Linked DNA regions of Mus musculus: all the other regions are linked to region 3. A link is a contact called in public HiChIP or PLAC-seq data. All regions are on one chromosome and are shown on one strand. Each heading gives the region's core, a stretch centred on a gene start, on an enhancer-like site or on the middle of the called end of the contact. The rest is flanking DNA. Distances are from core to core; before and after follow the strand shown.

The links. HiChIP or PLAC-seq counts read pairs in DNA pulled down with a chosen protein or histone mark.
Region 1: a contact with region 3 is called in an H3K27ac HiChIP or PLAC-seq map of stem cell-derived neural progenitor cells, with 2.1 times the contacts expected there. The contact joins the enhancer-like site here to the promoter of Parvb in region 3. A contact is called at or near these places in 3 of 39 promoter capture datasets (cranial neural crest, hippocampal neurons and second pharyngeal arch cranial neural crest), 1 of 484 Hi-C or Micro-C datasets (nephron progenitors), 2 of 115 datasets of contacts at active chromatin or transcription factors (oligodendrocyte precursor cells and stem cell-derived neural progenitor cells) and 2 of 9 other capture datasets (adipose tissue and liver).
Region 2: a contact with region 3 is called in an H3K4me3 HiChIP or PLAC-seq map of embryonic stem cells, with 2.0 times the contacts expected there. The contact joins the enhancer-like site here to the promoter of Parvb in region 3. A contact is called at or near these places in 7 of 39 promoter capture datasets (3T3-L1-derived adipocytes, cranial neural crest, embryonic stem cells and 3 more), 2 of 484 Hi-C or Micro-C datasets (both in embryonic stem cells), 4 of 115 datasets of contacts at active chromatin or transcription factors (all in embryonic stem cells) and 1 of 9 other capture datasets (adipose tissue).

What each region holds. Positions count from the first base shown.
Region 1 is chr15:84,416,823-84,420,048 of GRCm38.p6, forward strand. It overlaps Shisal1 (shisa like 1), which reads right to left. Exons shown (of 5, transcript NM_001374162.1): 3 at 278-491. Among named protein-coding and RNA genes, the nearest start is that of Gm46527, 12 kb to the right of the region's middle. Within about 2 kb of position 1,384, at least 42 of the 459 cell types and tissues checked have an H3K27ac peak or open chromatin away from gene starts, as enhancers often do. A contact at or near this core is called in oligodendrocyte precursor cells and stem cell-derived neural progenitor cells, where this site is marked.
Region 2 is chr15:84,084,878-84,087,798 of GRCm38.p6, forward strand. It overlaps Sult4a1 (sulfotransferase family 4A, member 1), which reads right to left. Exons shown (of 7, transcript NM_013873.3): 5 at 1,723-1,817. Among named protein-coding and RNA genes, the nearest start is that of Gm46526, 19 kb to the right of the region's middle. Within about 2 kb of position 1,659, at least 13 of the 459 cell types and tissues checked have an H3K27ac peak or open chromatin away from gene starts, as enhancers often do. A contact at or near this core is called in embryonic stem cells, where this site is marked.
Region 3 is chr15:84,230,368-84,233,658 of GRCm38.p6, forward strand. Parvb (parvin, beta) reads left to right here and starts at 1,676. Exons shown (of 13, transcript NM_133167.3): 1 at 1,676-1,819. The coding sequence starts at 1,705.

The DNA of each region.
Region 1 (3,226 bases), core at 134-2,633, 190 kb after region 3:
ACTGATGCTATTGCCAATATTATTGAACGAAACAATCCAGACATGACCCCACTCAACCTCTGCAGCAGGCCCCTCCAGGTAGGCACCCTATACCCATTTCTTAGATGGGAACTGTAAAAGCTCAGAGAGCAGTCAGGCCAGGAACCCAGGTTGCCTCAAGTCTTTGCAAAGCTCATTCTAGGATTACCTCCTTGCATGTGCTGTCTGGAGCATGCCCAGGGCAGGGGTGGGCAGTGGTCAGAGCAGTAGGGAGGTGGGTGGGGGGGTTGGTACTCACTTGTGCATGTAGCCCTCGGGGCCGGCCGTGAGGTTTGCCTGCATGACCGCCTGGAACTCCGTCTCGTTGCAGCAGTATTTGAAGACAGTGTTGTTATGGTGACAGCAGAGGACGAAGGTTTTGTTGTCCGAGAGCCGGGGGCAGTGGAAGCCAAAGTGGTAGCGGCCTTTGTGATCCGTGTAAGGCTCACAGACCCGGAAATGTGCGGACAGGACTGGAATACAGAGACACAAGGTTTGCTGGGGTCCCCTTGGCAGCTCACAGGTGCTGAGCAGGAGCGACTGGCAGCTCCAGGGTCCTACAGGCCCCTCCCTCCCCTAGGAATTCTTCAGGGTCCAGAAAGAGCCTCACTTCTGCCCCAAAGCCTCCTGGACCTCTGTGATCCCCAGCTCTTACACAATGGCCCTGATAGCTCAGGATGAATGATCCTTGGGGCTCCTTGAAGCTCACCTGTAGGTGGGTCATCGCCAGCATTTTAGCCTGTAGTGACTAGGGACCTATTCTGTGGTTGGGGGGGGGTCCTCACTAAATCCACATGATCACCCTAGCAGGCTTGTGATATCACTTTGAAGGTGGAGAAACTGAACCTGGGAGGTGTTCAGTTAAGGACCTGCCAGGAGCCAGTCAGTGGTGATGGCACCTGACTTAAAGCCAGCTCCTGCAAGCTCTCTCTCTCTCTCTCTCTCTCTCTGACACAGAGCAGGTTGGTTGTGAGTCAGGCTTTCCTGGGTGTCAGGCCACAAAGGAGCGCATGGCCTGGGTAGGCTCCACCTATATTGAAAGTAGTAACTCCATTATAGAAGCTGGTGTCCTAGACCTGAGCAAGGTCTCCTCTGGGCCACACATACAGTGAGACGGCTGTGCTGGCCGGAGATCCTCTCTCCTCTCTCCCTGGCCCACAGACGGAGGCCCCTATTCAGCCTCCTCTGACGCCGGCAAAGCAGGGATGAGCTGATAGCGAATTCGAACAAAGCAACAATGGAAAAGCAGAGCGGCTGTCTCGGGCTTAATTAGTATCTTCATAAAGGGCTCGCTGTATCTAATTTGTATCACTGAAAAGGGGCTTCTTGGCACAGGCAAATCGCAGGCACAAAGGCCCTGGCTTCTTAGAGCTCCCACAAGAAGCTCTGTCGGCTGAGAGGTTATTAGATTGCAGCCCACACAGCACCACCACAGGGGACCCCAGCAGGCCAGCTGGCGGGGGGGGGGGGGAACAGGGGACGGGAACACCCTGAGAGCTGGTGCTTAGGCTGGTTCCAAAGGCTCTTCCCTGAAGGACAGTTCCTCCTTCTGTGGACACAGTGGGGAGGTAGTGGCTCTCTAGCTTCCAGTGCACCCTTGATCTTGAGAAGAACCTATCCAGGGACACAGAGACCACTTGGTGTGGTGCCCTAGGGAGACGTACCACGGAGTCCCATCTACTCCTATCATACAGAAGAGATAAGGGAGGCTCAGAGTCTTGACCCACCAAGCATGCTAGTCAGAATGGAAGCCCTACATAGCTCAAAGCTCTAGGGTAGGGAACATGGAACATGTTCTATTCTGGTAAACCCATGCCCTGGGGCTTGGGCTGGGGAACCACTGCCGCAAAGCAACTGCACACCTCTGAGAGGCAGAGGACAGCAGTCACGTCCCATGACGCTTGCATGACTTGAAGCCCTACTGTGGCTCTGTGTACTCAGCATGGGCACCTAAGAACGATGGACACACCTCGAGTGCTATCAGAAAGACCAAGCCTGGCTCTGGGACTGGCCTCTTGCCTATGAAACACAGTCAATAGCAGGGGGCCATCAGGCCTTGGCAGAGGCAATTGTGGACATAGGGGTGAGACTGGCAGGTCCTTCCCAGGACCTAATTCACAACCCCATAGCTGTCCCTGGATGCTCTAGCCTTAGTCATGAGCCAGTGACCGGGAGACCCTGCTGCTTCTCCAGGGACAGAGGAGCCCTGAGCTGGGGACCCCTTTTTGGAGAAGGGTTAGAATCCCTGTGGTGGGGCTTCAAGGAGCTCCGAAAACCGGTGGGTGCAGGTTCACTGTCTCCAGCTCTTGGGAGTCCCAGCACTCCAGCACTTAGTGAACCCCAGCTCTGGTGGCCCAGACAGAGTCAGCTCTTTTTTCAGCTGTGTGACCACCACTCACGTGCCTCCTCTGAGTCCCCGTCCCCAGTGGTAATAAGAGATGACTGGGTCCTCACACCCAGAATAATGAGAACCTGGGCCCTCTACCACATGGGGAAGAGCTAGAAAGACACAGCATATAGCAGGGGGCTGCCTTCACATGGGAATGAGCTGGGGAGGTGAGGACCAGGGTCCCCATCACATGGGAAGAACCGGGGAGGTGATGGCCCTAGACTTTTGTCTCAGCATGGTCTTTACTCTGCTCTCCTGGGAGTCCTATTGCAATCTCCCTCCAAACTACATCTCAAGCAAAGGACAAGGGGAGGAAGTCACCAGTTCTGAGCAGTGGCTTGGTCACCGTGTGGGGAAGGGCAGAGAGGAGAGACAGAGCCACACACAACAGACAGAAAGAGACAGAGACATGTTGAGACATATGGAAGAGATATATGAAAAACAGAGGGAGCACATAAGAGAGATGCACAGAGATGGGAAAAATATACAAAGTAGCAGAAAGATACGGAGATGGAGGAGTGAGACAGACAGATAGTGCCACGAGAGCCTTTGTGAAGGGCCAGGCTCTGACTGGGTCCTGGCTGGCCATGCTGGGCTGTCTCTGGTCTTGGCTCAGCTCTAGTTTGGAGGCCTGGAGGATTTGGTTTCTGTGAGTCCAAGCTTGCATGCAGGGTCAGCCCAAGTACCAGGAGCTTGTGGCTGAGAACTAGAGGAGCAAACGTGAACTGCAGGCTCCTGGGAGCCCCACTGCCCCCCCCCCCCCCCCCCGCAGTATCCAAAGGACCTCAGCTCATCTCAGGGCTGGAAAACATCATCTGA
Region 2 (2,921 bases), core at 409-2,908, 150 kb before region 3:
ACAGGCAGACCTGGGCACAACTGGCTGGGTAAGTGTGAGGATTTAAGCACAGAGCTAACAGGACTTGGGACACAGATGCACTGTGTGAAAGAGACATTGGGACAAATACAGAATTCCTCCTGAGCAACCCCAGAAGGCAGAGCAGCCTGCCCTGAACTGAGATGAGGGTTAGGGAGAGCTTGGTCTGGGTGCATCAAGTCCTGGGTCTCCCTTGGACAACCACACAGACATGTGTCTCGGGATGCCCACAGCCAGCTGTGTGCACAGTGGCAGCAGAGCTCCAAACCTGGCAAAGGAATGACACCACAGGAAGTGAACAGAAGAAACGATGAGAAACAAGGCCTAGGCTGAGGCCTGTGCTGTGTGAGCATCTGTGGCATGCGAGCATCTGCAGTCAGGACATGGGAAAACAGCAAGAGATGCCGGACGTGGGGCTGGAGAGGCAGCCCAGCAGTTAACAGCACTTGGTGCTCTTGCAGAGGACCCAAGTATGGTTTCCAACATAAACACAGTGGCTTACAACCATTCCTAACTCCAGATCCAATACCTTCTTCTGACCTCTTTGGGCACCAGCATGCACGCGCTACACATACATACATGCAGGCAAAAACAAAACAAAACAAAAAACTCATAAAATAAATCTGAGAGAAGGGGACCATGGGAGATGAGGGTGTTATCTTGGCAGCCAAATGAGGAGGGAAGGGTCATCAGAAGGCTGGGTTACAGGAACCCAGTAACCATTACCTGCTGTAGCAAAGTAGGGAATCACTGCAGACCATGACAGAGCAGCTTGGGAGTTGTGGGGCCAGGTAACGAGGGGCCTGAGACAGGAAGGGAAGGGTCTGCAGTGAAGTGAAGATAAGGGTAAGATGCTGAGAGGGAGCGAGGTCAAGGCCAGGTTTGCTCTTGGCCTGAGAGAAACCACTGGGAGATGGTAGCACACACCTTTAATCCCAGCTCTCAGGAGGTGGAAGCAGGCGGATCTCTGAATTTGAGGCCAGATTAGTCTACAGAGTTAGTTTCATGACAGCCAGGACTACACAGAGAAACTCCACCTCCAAAAACAGAGAGGGGGTGGAGAGAGAGAAAGAGGGGGGGAGGGAGGGAGGGAGGGAGGGAGGGAGGGAGGGAGGGAGCGAGCGAGCGAGCGAGCGAGAGAGAGAGAGAGAGAGAGAGAAAATATGCAGCTATCAAGGCACCCAAAATGCTCACACACCCAGTGCTCCCACAGCCATACCCAGCAGACCTGCACAGAGTAGGGCGTCACATCCACACAAATCAATAATGACCTCCTTCCCTGAGCACCAAGAAGAAACAGGGAGGGGACACCACAGGCTAACACACAAGGTCACAAGCATCCCAAAAGCTGACGCAGAAGGCAAAGGGACTCAACTACCCCAGCATACTGCCCTCACAGTCACCAAGGTGATGGTTTTGAGACAACAAATGAGAACGGCCAAGGTCCTGCACCTGTCGCTAAGGCAGTAAAGCCAAGAAACGGGCTTTTCCATGACATCACTGGACACCAGCCTGTCTCAAAAGATGCCCAACAGGGGCCATGAGCTGGATTAGGGACGTAAGACCACAAGCATCTCTGGGCACGGAAGGAATTGTGCAGATCCCTCCGTTGCCTCCACTTGGTGCTGGCACCACGGACAGCTCCAGGCCATGGACAGCGCCTCTCGGCAAGGACGACTCAGTAACCTACCCCCAACTACTCACCCGGTGCATGTCTTCATACTTAAGGAAAAGCACGTTGGCATCCATTCGATGTTCCCAGAATTCCTGAACATGCTCAAACCAGGAGCCGTAGCCCACTGTGGAAACAGACAAAAGGGCACAGCTGGGAAGGGAACTGTGTAGGTGTTCTTGCCCCTCCCACAGGATGCCCAGCTCCTGCCCAGCTGCTGGGAAGGAAACTACGGGGGTCTCCCGGAAGGAAGAAACCATTAAAGGCCCTCACCCCTCCTGCTCTTGTCAACGCTCTTCACCCCTACCCAGCCTATGTACTTCAGGATGCCCTGAAGACCTGACACAGCAGGAGGCGCTCTGAAGATAAGAGGACACAGTGCATACGCTAGTGCCAACGAGAGAAAACAATGCTCAGAGGAATCAGAACAAAAGAGGCAGGTGGAGTAGGCTGGGGGTGTGAAGCTCTGAGAGAGTTCCAGAACAAGGCCCCGCCCCATGACTTCTGAATGACCCCAGATACTGTCAGAGAAACCTGCGATTAAAGAGAGGTGGGAACCCTGGCTGTCACACAGACAATATGTGCCACAGCATGGCCTCACCTCGCCACGGCACCTCAGGTCTGGGCTAGGCATGTGGCAAGTATAAGAGGACTCGGTCCAGTCTGCAAGCTATGTCACAGCCTTCCTAGTGACAAGTTCCGCTGTGCTCCCATCTTTTTGGCTGAACTGTGCAGCCCTGTGATGGACTTCGTGCCATGCTGCCGTGGGGGATGGCAAATGGGGGGGAGGGGGCTCCATGAGATACTATAAAGAAGTGGTACCCGAACCCTTCTCAGGAGTAAGAAGATACAGAGGCATGGATGGGGCTCCATCCTCAGGGCCACCCGCAAGCTCCCTGGTAGAGGTGTACTAGGGCACCGTGGACCTGCACAGGTATAACCCAGTCAGACACAACCTAGCACACCCCACTCAGACACACCTGTTTGACCCCTGCAAACCCATCTTGGCAAATCTATTCATTTTACAGAGCTGAGTCTCAGGAAAGGACAGTGGCAGGCCAGGTCACAAGGGGACAACTGCCGTGGAAGCCTGGACTCTGGTCTGGATCTGTGCAGCTCAGTCCCAGCAGATGAGGTCCTGAGGCAGGAGGAAGGCAAGCAGCCTAAAAAAGACAGGGGAAAGCTCTCCCCACTCCCAGAGAAGGCACAGGACTTCCAGACAGCCTGGACC
Region 3 (3,291 bases), core at 426-2,925:
TATATAGCTGCTGACAGAAGATGTGACCCAGATCAAAGGTGGATCTTCCCACCACAAAAGATCTGAATTTAGGATGGGTCTTCCCCCCTCAAATGATTCAATTAAGAAAAACCCCTCCCAGGTGTGCCCAGCTGCCAGTTAGGTTTTAGTTAACTCTAGGCGTAGTCAAGTTAACAACCAGGAATAGTCCTCACACCTTTTTATTCAGTTTGGAGCCCAGCTCCTGGGACTGGGGGTGGGGGGTGGGGGGTGGGGGGTGGGGGTGGGGTGCTGCCCACGATTGAGACCTGGTGTTGTCTGTCCCTCCTTAACCCAAAGGAGATAGATAATCCTCTGGGTACATCCAGAGCTTTGTTTCCAAGGTGATCGGAGTTCTCCTCCGGTTGACAATCAGATTAACCACTGTCACGTGGGATGCAGGGAGTTTGTATTTCTGAGATTTCCGGGATCCTGGGGTCTCAGGCTCCCTGACAGTTATGAGAGGGAAGTCAGCCTGGGAAAGCCAAGTAAATGTCCCGTGCTGCCAAAGAGGGGTGTGCTTTAGTAGAGATAAGAGCAGCCAGGAACTGGGCCAGGGTGAGAGATGCCTGGCCCAGGTCTGTGAGTTTTCTTCCTATCATAGTGGAGGGAGGCAACACTTTTATCTTGGTCTTTGGAAACCATCCTTCCCTAGCAACTCTCTCTTCCCTATTTCTTCCCAAATCCTGGCCCTCTCTGATCCTTCTCCTCCTAAGGGGATCCCCACTGTGCCCATCCCACCCTTGGCTTGTAACTCTTTAGATACTGGGCACCCCATTCTCCATGACAAATCCCAAGGAGAGCCCAGGCACATCCTAGCTGAACAGCCAGCTTGGCTACACCCCTTCTGCCAGCGTCAATATTTCCTGCACTGAACTGAAACCGCTCGCCAGAAGGAGCGAGGCTCTGAGCCAGTACAAAGGGAGAAGGAAGAAACACCTCCCCCTCACACACACCCCCCTCCCAGCAGATTAGGTGCTGCCTGCGCCCCGGCCCTGATAGCTCCTATCTCTGCTGAGCCACGCAACCACCCTTCTGCTGGAGCCACAGGCCATTTGGTTTTCCCTCTGCCTACGCCTCAGTTCTCATGCTGCCTCTACCCCGCAGCGTCTCTAGAAACACGTTCATTTCGCTCCTAGTAAACCTCCCTGCCTGGTCCCATCCTTGTTCATCATCTACTGTTCCCAAATCAGCAACAATCAATTTTGTGCAACACAAACCTGGTCATGGCTGTTAGCCTAGCATCCTTCCCTGGGGCCTGCGCTCTTCCTCCGGGTGCCCATGCTGCCCGGATTCTTCCAGCCCGTGGCTCCCATGGAACTCTTTGGCTGGGCTTGCCTTGGGGGAAGGGTCACTGTGTATGAGGCTACTGTCCCACAAAGGCACCCACTACACCCAAAGCATCGACTCAAGGGATGCCCTAGTCCTGCGCCAGGATTCTGGCAGAGACTCAACATCTGACCGTACATGTTTGTGGGACTAATTGATTCTGGGCTTCCAGCACGGTGAGGCTGCACAAAAGGGGGCCGGTCGTGCCTGGCACTACGCGCAGGGTCCTGCTGTATTGCGGGCGGGGGAGCTCAGCTGCAGCACCGGGACCTCGGGGTCAGTAGGCAGGGGCGGGGAAGCCGGGGCCGCGCCCTCCTGGCCACTCCCCGGCCGGCGGTGGGTGGCGCGCACTCGCTTATGTCCTCCGCGCCACCACGGTCGCCCACCCCGCGGGCCCCCAAGATGAAGAAGGACGAGTCTTTCTTGGGCAAGTTGGGCGGCACACTGGCAAGGAAGAAGAAGACCAGGGAGGGTGAGTGTGCCCCTGCGTCCCTTTGGCGCCAGCCGGGTGCCAGCGGTGTCCCCCGTGTGTCCGCTCCCTGCCCGCCTCGGCGGCGCCAATGAGCCCTCCTGTCGCGCTCAGGCTACGCGACCTTTGGGACAGGCCGGTCCCTGTCCGTAAGACATTTGCAGTGCTGGCCCAGTGCATAGGACGTGCGTTCTGCTCTGGACACAGGCCTAGCAAGCTACTGTTCCTGTGCTCATCCTTGTCGTGTGACACTCTCGTCACAGTGATTGGACACATGCTGGTAGAGAGGACCGGCTACTGTTTGCGTGATGCCTGCAAGCATGGCTCCGTCCCTAAGCTGGGAGTCAATGAAAGGGCACAGGACACACAGGCCAGGAGCCTGGGGAAGCCTGGAACCAGTGCAAGGGCAGGGGGCGGGGGGGAGGGGCGGGGGGGGAGGTCATGCCCCCTGCGCAGGAAAGTAATTTTAAAACGACTTTTTACTTTCAAAACTTTTAAAAAACAAAACTGCAAGGGATGTAACTTCTCCGCCTCTGGCCAGAGCCCTAAGGTACCGCAGTTCCCTCCCCTCCCCTCGCAGAAACATTCCTGAATTTTCTATTGTTTTGTCCTGGAGGCTCTTGCCCTTGGGCTGAGATTCCGGCAGCTCACGAGGAATGGGAGGGGCTTTCTGAGAAAGGACAGGTAGAAAGAAGCTTCAGAGACAACACTTCCTGGGGACCCCCAAGTTAGGGTGTGCTGAGGGTCTCCTCCAGCCACTGGAGCCACACTGACTCCCAGAAAGCCTGGGCCTCCAGGGCAAGCCCTGCCTAAGAGGTGACTGATAATCACCCTGTGGGCCCAAAGGACCGGCGTGAGGTATTTACTCATAAAGGGACCTCCAGGTCCTAAATTATGGGCAGACTCATTCTGGCCTTTCAAGGTGTCTTGAAAGGCAGGGCATGTGGGGAAATGCTGAACTTCTTTGATAGAACCGGTGAAGACACTGTGGGTCCCACATTCTGCCCAGACTTGCCTTCCCAGGCCTTCAACCCCAGAATGCCCTTTACCAACCTAGATTGTCCAGGGGGCAGGCAGGCCTGGTCTTCTTCCTAGGGTTTATTGCTAATCAAATGGGCTCTTCCCCTCTCAAGTCTTCCATTCCAGACCCTTCAGGTTGGCCTGCATCTCCATCAGTATCCTAAATGAGACCGAAGTCCTTGTCTCCCTTGGTCACCCACTGTTGTCTTTGGTTTCTCAGTGCCGACGTTGCCATCCTGCCTAGAAATCTATTTTCTTTTCAGGAGTTAGGACAGTGGCAGACCTGAGTTCTTTCCATCACCTGTTTTGTTTTGTTAAATTTTGTTTTTGTTTCTTTGTTTTTATTTTTAGTTTTTTTGAGACAGGGTTTCTCTGTGTAGCCCTGGCTGTCCTGGAACTCACTCTGGAGACCAGGCTGGATTCAAATTCAGAAATCGGCCCGCCTCTGCCTCCCA